Linked DNA regions of Mus musculus: region 2 is linked to region 1. The links are chromatin contacts, called in public Hi-C maps. All regions are on one chromosome and are shown on one strand. Each heading gives the region's core, a stretch centred on a gene start, on an enhancer-like site or on the middle of the called end of the contact. The rest is flanking DNA. Distances are from core to core; before and after follow the strand shown.

The links. A called contact is a pair of places that touch in the nucleus more often than the background predicts.
Region 2: a contact with region 1 is called in a Hi-C map of embryonic stem cells, with 4 times the contacts expected there. The contact joins two enhancer-like sites. A contact is called at or near these places in 1 of 484 Hi-C or Micro-C datasets (embryonic stem cells), 3 of 115 datasets of contacts at active chromatin or transcription factors (all in embryonic stem cells) and 1 of 9 other capture datasets (embryonic stem cells).

The regions. Positions count from the first base shown.
Region 1 is chr5:18,562,933-18,567,859 of GRCm38.p6, forward strand. No RefSeq gene overlaps it. Among named protein-coding and RNA genes, the nearest start is that of Gm31752, 70 kb to the left of the region's middle. Within about 2 kb of position 2,764, at least 13 of the 459 cell types and tissues checked have an H3K27ac peak or open chromatin away from gene starts, as enhancers often do. A contact at or near this core is called in embryonic stem cells, where this site is marked.
Region 2 is chr5:19,151,015-19,156,136 of GRCm38.p6, forward strand. No RefSeq gene overlaps it. Among named protein-coding and RNA genes, the nearest start is that of 4921504A21Rik, 73 kb to the right of the region's middle. Within about 2 kb of position 3,572, at least 3 of the 459 cell types and tissues checked have an H3K27ac peak or open chromatin away from gene starts, as enhancers often do. A contact at or near this core is called in embryonic stem cells, where this site is marked.

The DNA of each region.
Region 1 (4,927 bases), core at 1,514-4,013:
TCTTTGTAAAGAGAAAACATTATGATAAAGTCATTTATCTTCTCCTCCCTGCCCACCGTTGGCCCACGTGGAGCCAGCTGATTGTTGGGTGCTGTGGGGCAGGGCCACGGGGTACACAGCCTTCCCTGAGTGGTGGTGGCATGGGAGGCCTCCAGAAAGCAGGCGCCTTTGTAGTGAACTCAGGAGAGCACCACACTTGCCATTGCCCCCATGAGCCTCCATCTGTCCCCACCAGGATTAGCCGTATCCACCCCCCCACACCCCCCCACCCCCCGCTAGAACTCAGGGTGCTCTGCTGCCCTCATTCGGGCTTTCTGACCTACAACAGATTGGGCCACTTCAGCCTCTTCCGCCTGAGAGGAAGGCGGGAGGAGGGTGAGTCCAAGGTGGCGTTCACCTCAAAGCACAGTTTTAACATCCTATTAAGGCTGCAGTGGTGCTAATGAAGAGTTGTAAGATATATTCGTATATTTTAGAAAACCTACAACAAAAATTGTGTCTTAAGAACCTGACAAAGTTTCTGTTCCTTGTTCAAAACAGCAATTACATTGGTTATTACAGAATATTAATATTCAATCTATTGCATACCATCATTTTAAATAAAATTGACAATCACTATCCCAAAGATAAGTTAAAAAAATTGTTCTTATGCATGCTTCTGTATCTTCTACAAATTCATGCCTGCATGCATCCCATTTACTGTGTCTAAAAACACCGCTTTTATGGGAGAAAAGTATATGTGAATTGGATCACACGTTTATTCTTTTGAGCTTCCCCCTGCTTCAACAGAGATAATTAAATTGTGTGCTGTAAATGGTATTTTAAAATGTTGAATAATCAAGCACATTATTTTAATCATATTTTTATTTTAAGAATTTTGAAATTTGGATGGCAAAGAACTTAATAAATGCCTTATAGTATCTTAAAAACAGGACATAATCATGTCTAGGTGAGATGAAAAGGATCTACTTATTGGCATATGGCTTGATCCTGAACAACTACCTTATTAGGAAAGGGAAAAGCATAAGTTTTCTTCATAGAATGCTGCAGAAGCAAAATGGCTAATTTGTGTGACAAGCTGACAGGTGAGTTCACTGAGTGCCCTGACTGTAGTGAGAAGAAAGCTGAATTGGGTATATGTTTTTGTCCCATCTTTGTTTGCCATTTTCCCAGTTTGGACAAGCTAAGGTGCCTTGCCTTGCTTCAAGCTTTTTTAACCTATGGGACATAGAACACTAGAGACCGTGTAATCTGATTTAGAAAGATTAGTCACAAGAAAGAGTTATAGTGATTTTTCTCCTTCCCTCATTGTGACCACTCAATCTTGGACTGGTCTAGTAATAATTCCAGTATTAGAGATTCTTAGGAAAGATAGATAAAATCTTAATTACCTAGCAAAGTTAATTTGGAGCACAGACTCCACTCCCAGAAAGTTACAGCCTTTCTGTGATTCTCAATGCCACCTCCCCCACACTGGGAACTCTAAATCTCAGCTTGATCATTGCTAATTTGCAATTGAATGGAGTACCTGGACTTCCCCAAAGAAGCATTCCTATTGTTGCCTCCAACAGCACAGGTGGCAGTTATTAATTTCCATTGAGGAAGCATTCTAAGTACATATTGTGGATTTTGGCCTGATTCAGAAATAAGGTTTGCTATGAGGGCTGGACAGTCTAAGATGGGCACCCAGATCTCAGAATCATATCAATCTAGACAGAGGTACATGCCAAGAGGCTGTGGTTTATTAATAATACACCACAGAGTCATGTAAAAAATTGGAAGAAAAGGTTAATGTCTTAGAAGTAGTAGTCTTAACAATAGGGCAGGACATAGCATATATTAAGGCTAGAAAGGCAGAAATTTCAGATATTAGCAAAAGTCACTTGGACACTTGGAACATTGATGAATTGGCCAGAGATTTAAAAAATAACCTAAGTGCATTGAATCCCCTGGATTGGGTTCAATATATATTCCTATTTGCTATTATTATTGACACTATTTTATTAGTAAATCGTTGTGTTTCCACTCATTTTTAGAGCACTCCTGAGATCTGTAGCTATGGCAGGACTTTCCGGAACTTTGGCAGAAATATAAACAGAAAGGGGAAGAATGCTATGCACACTCCAATGAAGTTTGCTTGGTAGGCTGAGAGGCATCAGAGCACTCATGAGGCAAAGAATTTCCTGGAACTTTGGCATTCTCATTCTCATACCCTATCCCCGAGTTAGTCTGGTGTATGGATCCACGTGCTCTCTTTTAGTATTATCTTATTATAAGTGCCTTTTAAGATTGAATTCTGACATAGCTAAGCCTTCGCCAATGTTCCAAAGTCCCAGAAAGACCTTTAAGCTGACAAACTTGGAATTCAGTAGGAATTCAGTAAGGAAGTTACCTATTCAGTAACTAATTAGCATTACAAAGGACCAAGCAGGAATGGCTCAGGGCTAGTCTGCAGAGAGTTTACTTGAGGTAGTAATCAGTCTAACCCAAACACAATGGCCTAGTGAATAGGTGGGTTTACCATGAGAAAAGTTAGGGAATCCCACTGAGACAGGTTTCTTCACTAGGCCCAAAGAAATCAGGCAGAACTATAGAGCATAAATAAATTTTATGCCTCAGTCCAGCTTTTTTTTTTTAAATATTAATAACAGGGAGGAAATTGTAACCTCTCCCAAGCCTGAAGCAGGCTGAGCTAGACCTTGATCTTGCTACCACTCAGGAGATTACCTAGGGTAGAGCCTTCCTCCCTAGTTCACTCTATTGTTCAGCCACTGTCTCTGTTCCTCTTCAAGATACTGCTACCTTTGGGGAAGCTGCCGAGCTATTCCAGAGACTACATCCTATCCTGCATGTCATCACCTGAAGCTGGTTCCAAGCTCCAAGAATGAATTGGTGGGAACGGGCCTCTCCCCCCACCTCCTTTATAAGTGCATTCTCCATTAAACATTTGAGCCTTGGTTAGGAACCTGGTCTTGGCTCCATTTTTCTCGCCCACCTAATTCTCCTCTCTTTTCAGGCCTGGTTTGCCTCCCAGGTGAAACCCCGTTTCTTGTGAGCTGCTGGTTGGTTTCCAACATTTTGGTATTTTTGTTAACTAACATCACCATGGATTTATTCAGTAGCCTATGTTAGACATATAGAGGCATCTTTGATTTTTTCCCTTCTTCTTACTCTTTCAATCAACCATTGGTCAAATCAGTATAGTCCACCTCCATATATTTTTTAATGCTTTGATCTTCCATCTCTGAGACAACTTTAATTGTAGAAGTAACTTCTATTTGCCTGATGTAACTGTCATCTTAGAGACTTACTACTGAATAAGCTCACCTTTTCTAGCTCTTTCTGAACTTTGGCTGGCTGATTCAAATCAGTTGTTTTGGCTCAAACTCCTCTCAGTGCTGCCTGATTCAAACTGGCTTCTGTCTAAATTGAATTGCTTTGCTTGGCAAAAACTGCCTCTGGTACTTTGTTCTAATATTCTGACTCATAGTTCTCTGGTTTTAACTGCTTTTGAGTACCTGCATTGAACTGCTTGAATTCACAGAAGAACCCAATTCCATTGCCATGTACTTGCTACACTGACTCCCACCTCACTGACTCTCTCCCTGCATTGCTCTTAAATAGCTTCTCTTTCCAGTGCTGTTCTCATGGGAATTGGGCATATAATATCTCTGTCAAATATTTTTTCATTCATCACTTCATCTTTTCCTCAATTAGATGTTATTGTTTGGGATTAAAACAGTGTACTATAGGATTTCAGCCAAAAGGGTTAAAGGTGTGTACTAAAAATATACCTGTATCCCAGTCAAATCACACAGACCAAGAAGGTCTTTGGATGTGATCAGAACAGCCATGTTGCTGGATTAATATTCTTATTCCATTTAGTAGTTGAGAGTCTTTCAAACCTTGGTCAGTATAATGGCATCATTTCTTACCTGGCAATTCACTCTCTATTCTGGATACCTCTGGCACTTTCACTAAACTGAGATGTACTTTTAAATGGAATGACCAAAGATGTTACTGTCTGGCAGAAAAAGAAAATATTTATTGGCTTTTAATCTTACCCAGAAAATATTCAGAGTTTGGTAGTAGTCTTTTCACAACCTGTTTGAATTGCCTCCAAAATTATAAAATTCAAATTTCTAAAGGGAAATCCAACCTCACTGGATTCTTAGCATGTCTATTTTTTCTCTATCAAGAATTTTTGTCTCTACATTACTTTACTGTGCTGTCCACTCATTTCATCCTTGAAACTGGGTTTTAATGTAAATAAATCTCTAAATTACTGGTGGAAAAAAAGAAAAAAATCATCTTAATTTCTCATTCTCTTTTTCTATCCTCATTTTTTTCCTCCTCAAACCTCTGCTTTTTTTTTTTTTTTTTTTGGGTTGTTTACATTTTTATTATTTAACTGTATGTGTCAACATTAAATGTTGCAGTCCAAGTTTCCCCTCATCGATGTGTTTTGATAACATTTCTTTTTTTAAATTAGATACTTATTTACATTTCAAATGTTATCCCTTTTCCCGGTTTCTGCTCCAAAAACTCCCTATCTCCCTGACTCCCCCAAACCTCTGCCTTTTTAAAAGGCAGTCTTTAAAAGTGTGGTCTTCAGTATGACAGGTGGGTTCAGTGTCATCAACCTTGCTTTTCAAAACTGGTTTACTACCTGTGCGTGTAGCATACCACTGTGATACAAAAAATGGAAAGATCAAGAGAAGAAGGTTAAGAGTTCAAGACAAGCCTGAGGCTAGACTCATCTACCCAGCAAGACCTTGTTTCAAATCATCTAGAACAAAAATAAACCAATTTCTCAAAACTAAGAATGGCCAATTATTCTCTTGACCATTTTTTTAAAGCCAATTCCTGAGTTTCTTAGAAATAACACAAAATGGAGCTTTACATGGAATCTCAGAAGCTTTTCCAA
Region 2 (5,122 bases), core at 2,322-4,821, 590 kb after region 1:
GCTCTTGGATGGCCACTCCCACAGTCTACTCCTCTTCTTCCCGTCCATCCATCCTGTGGCAGTGGGGCCCAGTGTGTGTGTGGGGGAGGTGTGGGGGAGGTCAGCGCACAGCTGTGACTCTGGATGCTAGTTGCCCCCCCACCCCCCAGCTGCGGCAGGTGTCTCGGCCACTCTCAGGGAGCCTGGCAGGTGCCAGTGCGGACCCCTTGGGTCTCTCCCTTCATCCCCTCGGGCGACAAGGTGCTTGGCGGTGGTGGGGCAGGCACCAGTGAAGTGTTGCGCTTGCCAACTTGCTCCTGGGGCCCAGCGCTGCTCTGCACCGAGCCCCAACCCCGCGCCACCACTGCCACCACCAAAGCCGGGAGTCCCCAGTCCGGTCTGTGGCCACATTCCAGAGTGCTGGCTGCCAGCACTGCCAGGTCGTTGTGGCCAGGGGCATGTGGGGGAGCAGGTCTGCCTGAGGTAAAGCAGCGCTGAGTTGTTTTTCTTAACTATCACTGACAAATTCTGTCCTAACGTCAGTCCAAGTCCACAATCAGAGACAAGGGGTTGACACTGTCTGTCCCATAACAAAAATCAGAAAGAAAGAAAAAAAAAAAAACAGAAACAAAACAAAGACACAAGACACTAGTACATCTAAACACACATGTCCAGGTCTGGACTTAAACAGCCAGCCAAACACGACCTCCAGACCTCCAGTGGGGTGGATTCCACATCCACCCCCTTTCACCCGTGGAACATCTTCCAGGGTTGCAGCCTATGGCCCTTCCACAGCCACTGGGTCCTCACAGGCCACAGCGCGGCTGCCAGAAAACCGGTCTCAAACACTCTCAGCAGCGCCACACTTAGACAACAAACAACATACAAGACTCACACAAACGTACCTCCAAGGGGTCTTCAGAGTTCCAGGGTGTCACGCAGATCTTGGTGGGACCTCCAAATGAAAGAACTTCGTGGGGATACCCCTACCTGAGTCATGAGATAGTGTGTACCCAAAGAATCACGAGAGACAGTCTTGATGCAAACACACAAGGTAGTTTAATGACGGAGCTCCAGGCCAACATGTATCTCACACAGGAGACAGAGGTATCAACCACGAGGCTCAAAAGTTAGGGGTTTATATAGGAAGAGTGGGGGTAGGGGAAGAATTGGTGCGGCTTCACACAATTGGACAGTTTAAATATCAGCAAACTGTATGTGCAGATTGAGGTAACAACAGAGCATCTGGTTAACATTTAACTTAGGTCAGAAGGGTGGGAGATAGGGAGGTGCCAGTCCAGTCCGGGCATTCTTATATGTCTTCCCTATCTTTATGGCTAGTTGTTTCCTGGGATGACTTTACACCCTTTGTTCTTTGCTCTAGGCCCCAAAAGCCCTCCTAACTAGCAAGCCGCATGAGTCACAGACCTTGAATTTTAATTTTCTTTCAGGCAGAGACCATGGTAGCTGGTAGGCATGGCATAAGAGAAGTAGCTGAGAGCTACATCCTGATCCTCTGGCAAATATAGAAACAGCATGGGCATGTCATTGGCATTGGGAACCTCAGAACCCCAAAGGCCATACCTATTTACACAAAGGCACTCCTCCTACTCCTTCTAATTCTTACCTGCCACTTCCTGGTGACTAATGAACATATGGGTTTTTTTGTTTTTATAATCAAACCACAACTCATTTCCTGGCTCCACTAAGCCTGTAACCATATAATGCAAAAATACATTCATTTTAACTTAAAAGGTCCCCATATGTTTACTGCTGTAGCTGGCTATGTGAATCAGGGAGTGTTGGGCCTAAAAGTGATGCAGATTAGTCTCATGCAACAGCCAACTTTATTCAGAGCATCAGACCGTTTATAGTGAGAGTTAAGAAGAGTCACCTGATTAAAGTATGTAATTACAAGGAGAAAGCACTGGTGGCAAAAACTACTTTCTCCATAGAGGCATATAAACTAATAATAGTCAGGTGGTAATGAATAATCTAAAGTAAACTCATTCCTATGCACTATACCTGGGAGGAGCACAAAACACATTCCAAGAACATTTTCATGTTTTGAAGAATCTGAGGTCACAAATCTTTGTCTTGTCTTCTTGGAATTTTCTCACAAGCATTCGGATTTCTCACAGGACTATTCTTGGACTGTGTTCTGCCATCCATTGTCTATCATAGCCTCAATACTGATTAAATGTCCAAAAATTAGTCTCTTCTGAGACTCATTGATTACTTGTAATCTTCTGTAAAATCAATATCCAAAGGCAGATTATCTATTTCCAATATGCACTGGCAGAAAATATACATTTACATTTCCAAGAAGTATCAAAGGGAGGATTGTGAGGAAATACTGGATCAAGAAAACAGTGAAATTCAGCAGTGCAAACTCTAAATTCTACATCTCCATGTCTGATGTCAAACTACTCTTCAGATCTCCAACTCCTTTCAGCTTTGTTGACCACAACATTACTATTCTCTCTCTTGGGCTGTTTTCACAACGAGTTTGTAATTATCTGCTGATATCCTACAACTCTGGAATCTTCTACATCTTAAGGGCTTCATAATCTAGATGCAGAAGTGGCCTCTCTGTGCCGTTCTATGCATGATCTCTTATGCAGGAACATCCTTTTTCACATACTTGGCCCCTCTATGGATAAATGGCTTTCCTTATCCATAAAGAGTGGGTCCAAAACCCCTTTCATGCATCCTTGACTCAAATGCCAGAACCACATGGCCAAAGCTGAAACTTGGGGCCTCCTCCTTCAGTTACATCTCCCTCAGCTTTCTGCTGTTCATGGTTTCCTTTACTACTTAAGCTTTCCTTTGATTTCTTTTCATAAGTTGGAAGCTTAGCTGAATGAGGGTCTTGCCCTGAGGTCACCACTCTTTTATTCCATTTAGCATAAGTCTTTTCTTTAAACTTTTATTTCCCTGTGTACAAAACTTAGTTCCCGGTTCTAGCATCATATTTCCTGGTGCTCCTTTCCTCCTCCAACTGCACATTTTGCATTTCTTTTTGTTGCCTTGATTCTTTCTGTCATTATAGGGAAGCATAGGAGTGATTACTAACAACCACACAATACAGTCAAGACTGAGCTGGCTTGAGATCTCCTCTGTCAATGTCATTAATCCAAAACTCTTCAATTTAGTCTCATGCACATTTTTAATGCAAGGTAAAAAGGCAGACACATTGTTTGCCAAATTATCACATGAATAGTCTCTAGGTCATTCTTCTCCTCTGAGACCTCTTGGTCTGAGTTAGATTTTATGCCACTCTCGTACCACTATGTTTCAAATACTTACTAGAATTTGTAACAGTATTACTCTGCCCCCTGGTACTAATTTCTGTCTTAGTCACTGTTCTATGTCTGTGATGAGACACCATGACAAAGGCAACTTGTTGAGTGAAATATTAAAATAGATCTTCAAGTTTGGGTTCTAAACTGGGTACCAGCAGGCCACATAGCTCCAGCCTGGTGTTCTCAACTAGGCAGAATCTCTGGCCCAGAGCTCTGGAGATGTCTCCACCCAACTAGCTAAATTACCTCTGGCAGGTTGCTACCCAGCCAGCCCCAAGCTGCAACCCCCCCACAGCCTTTGTGCTGCATATCAGGCAAACCCTTGCTTTGCTGCTGTACCTTTGTCTCTGGAACCCAATCAAGCCTTTGTGTGAAGAAAAACATCACATTAACTCAATCTCTGGGCACAACAACTAGAATGCTAATCTTGTAAACCATATGTGGATAGCCTTGAAGCTGTTGTATTTTGATGTTAATTCTGCCTTTAGGAGGGGTTGTCTGGAATGAGTCATGTACCCAGGCGAATCCTTGTGTAACCATCCCCTAATGAATAAAGGAACCAATCACCTGGCAAGTAGGTGGAATTTCCAGGTTGAACAGAGGAAGAGAGGAAGGAAGAGGGGGGATTTTTGGACTGGATATTGACAGGACAAGATGTAGCTACTAGTGTCTTCTGGATTAGATGGCAAATCTGTCAGGATTTGCCACAGGAAGATTTGGATTTAATATGGCTTACAAGATTAGCATTCTAGTTGTTGTAACACCCTCATAGAAGCAGGTGGAGGAGGGATGGGGGATGAGATACAGGGTTTCCAGGAAACCAGGAAAGGGGATAAAATCTGAAATCTAAATAAAGAAAATATCCAAGAAAAAAGAAAATGAGAGAAAAAAAAAGAAAAGAAAATTCATATTATTTACTTGAATAATATTTTAAATATGAATATCATTTATTAAGATGAATTAAGACAAATGTGACAATAAAATAGTTCTCACTCAGAAAAAAAATAGAGAGATGAAATCAAGCAACATTTAGATGACCAAGTAAAAAGGAAAAGTCATATAAATAAAATCATAAATAAAATAGATATTACACCAAAATTGAAATAACACAAGTAAATGATATGAAAAAGGATAAGACAACAAAATGAGTAATTTGGGAAAAAGAACAAATTTTTACAAACTTATAACCTTCTGAGACTAACATTACAAAATAATTTATAAATTACAAACAGCAGCTGAATATGGGAATTGTAATCACAGTACTCTGGCCATGAAAGAAGAAACCCTACAAGTTCGAAACCAACATTACTCTACATATGAAGATAGTGTCATCCCAAGATAGCAACAAAGTCTAACCAACCAATTAACATGTGAGGAAAGCTAATGGGCAATAAGGTCTCCCATCAAATTAAAGCACAGTGTCTTATGTCTCTCTGCTGAATTTTGTCAACCATTTAGAAACTGACAAGAAGCCTTCCTTGACTTTCAGCAAATTACAGATGACATAAATATTTCCAAACTCATTTTACAAGCTAACAATAGTCAGATCCCAAAGTGATTAGACTGGACACTGGAAGAAATTGACAATCATAAGCCAATATTTCTAATGAACTCAGATAAAAGAATCTTCAATAAAATATTCCCAAACATATTTAACCCAGAGACATGGTATTATTGAGAACAAAATGAGGTTGTACATGGAATTCTAAAAAAAAAAAAAAATCAATATACATAAATCTATAATAATTATCTCCAGAAATATAAGAACAACATTTAATAAAATTTAACATTTAGATAACAAAATCTCTCAATAGGATAGCCATGGGATATGTTTATTT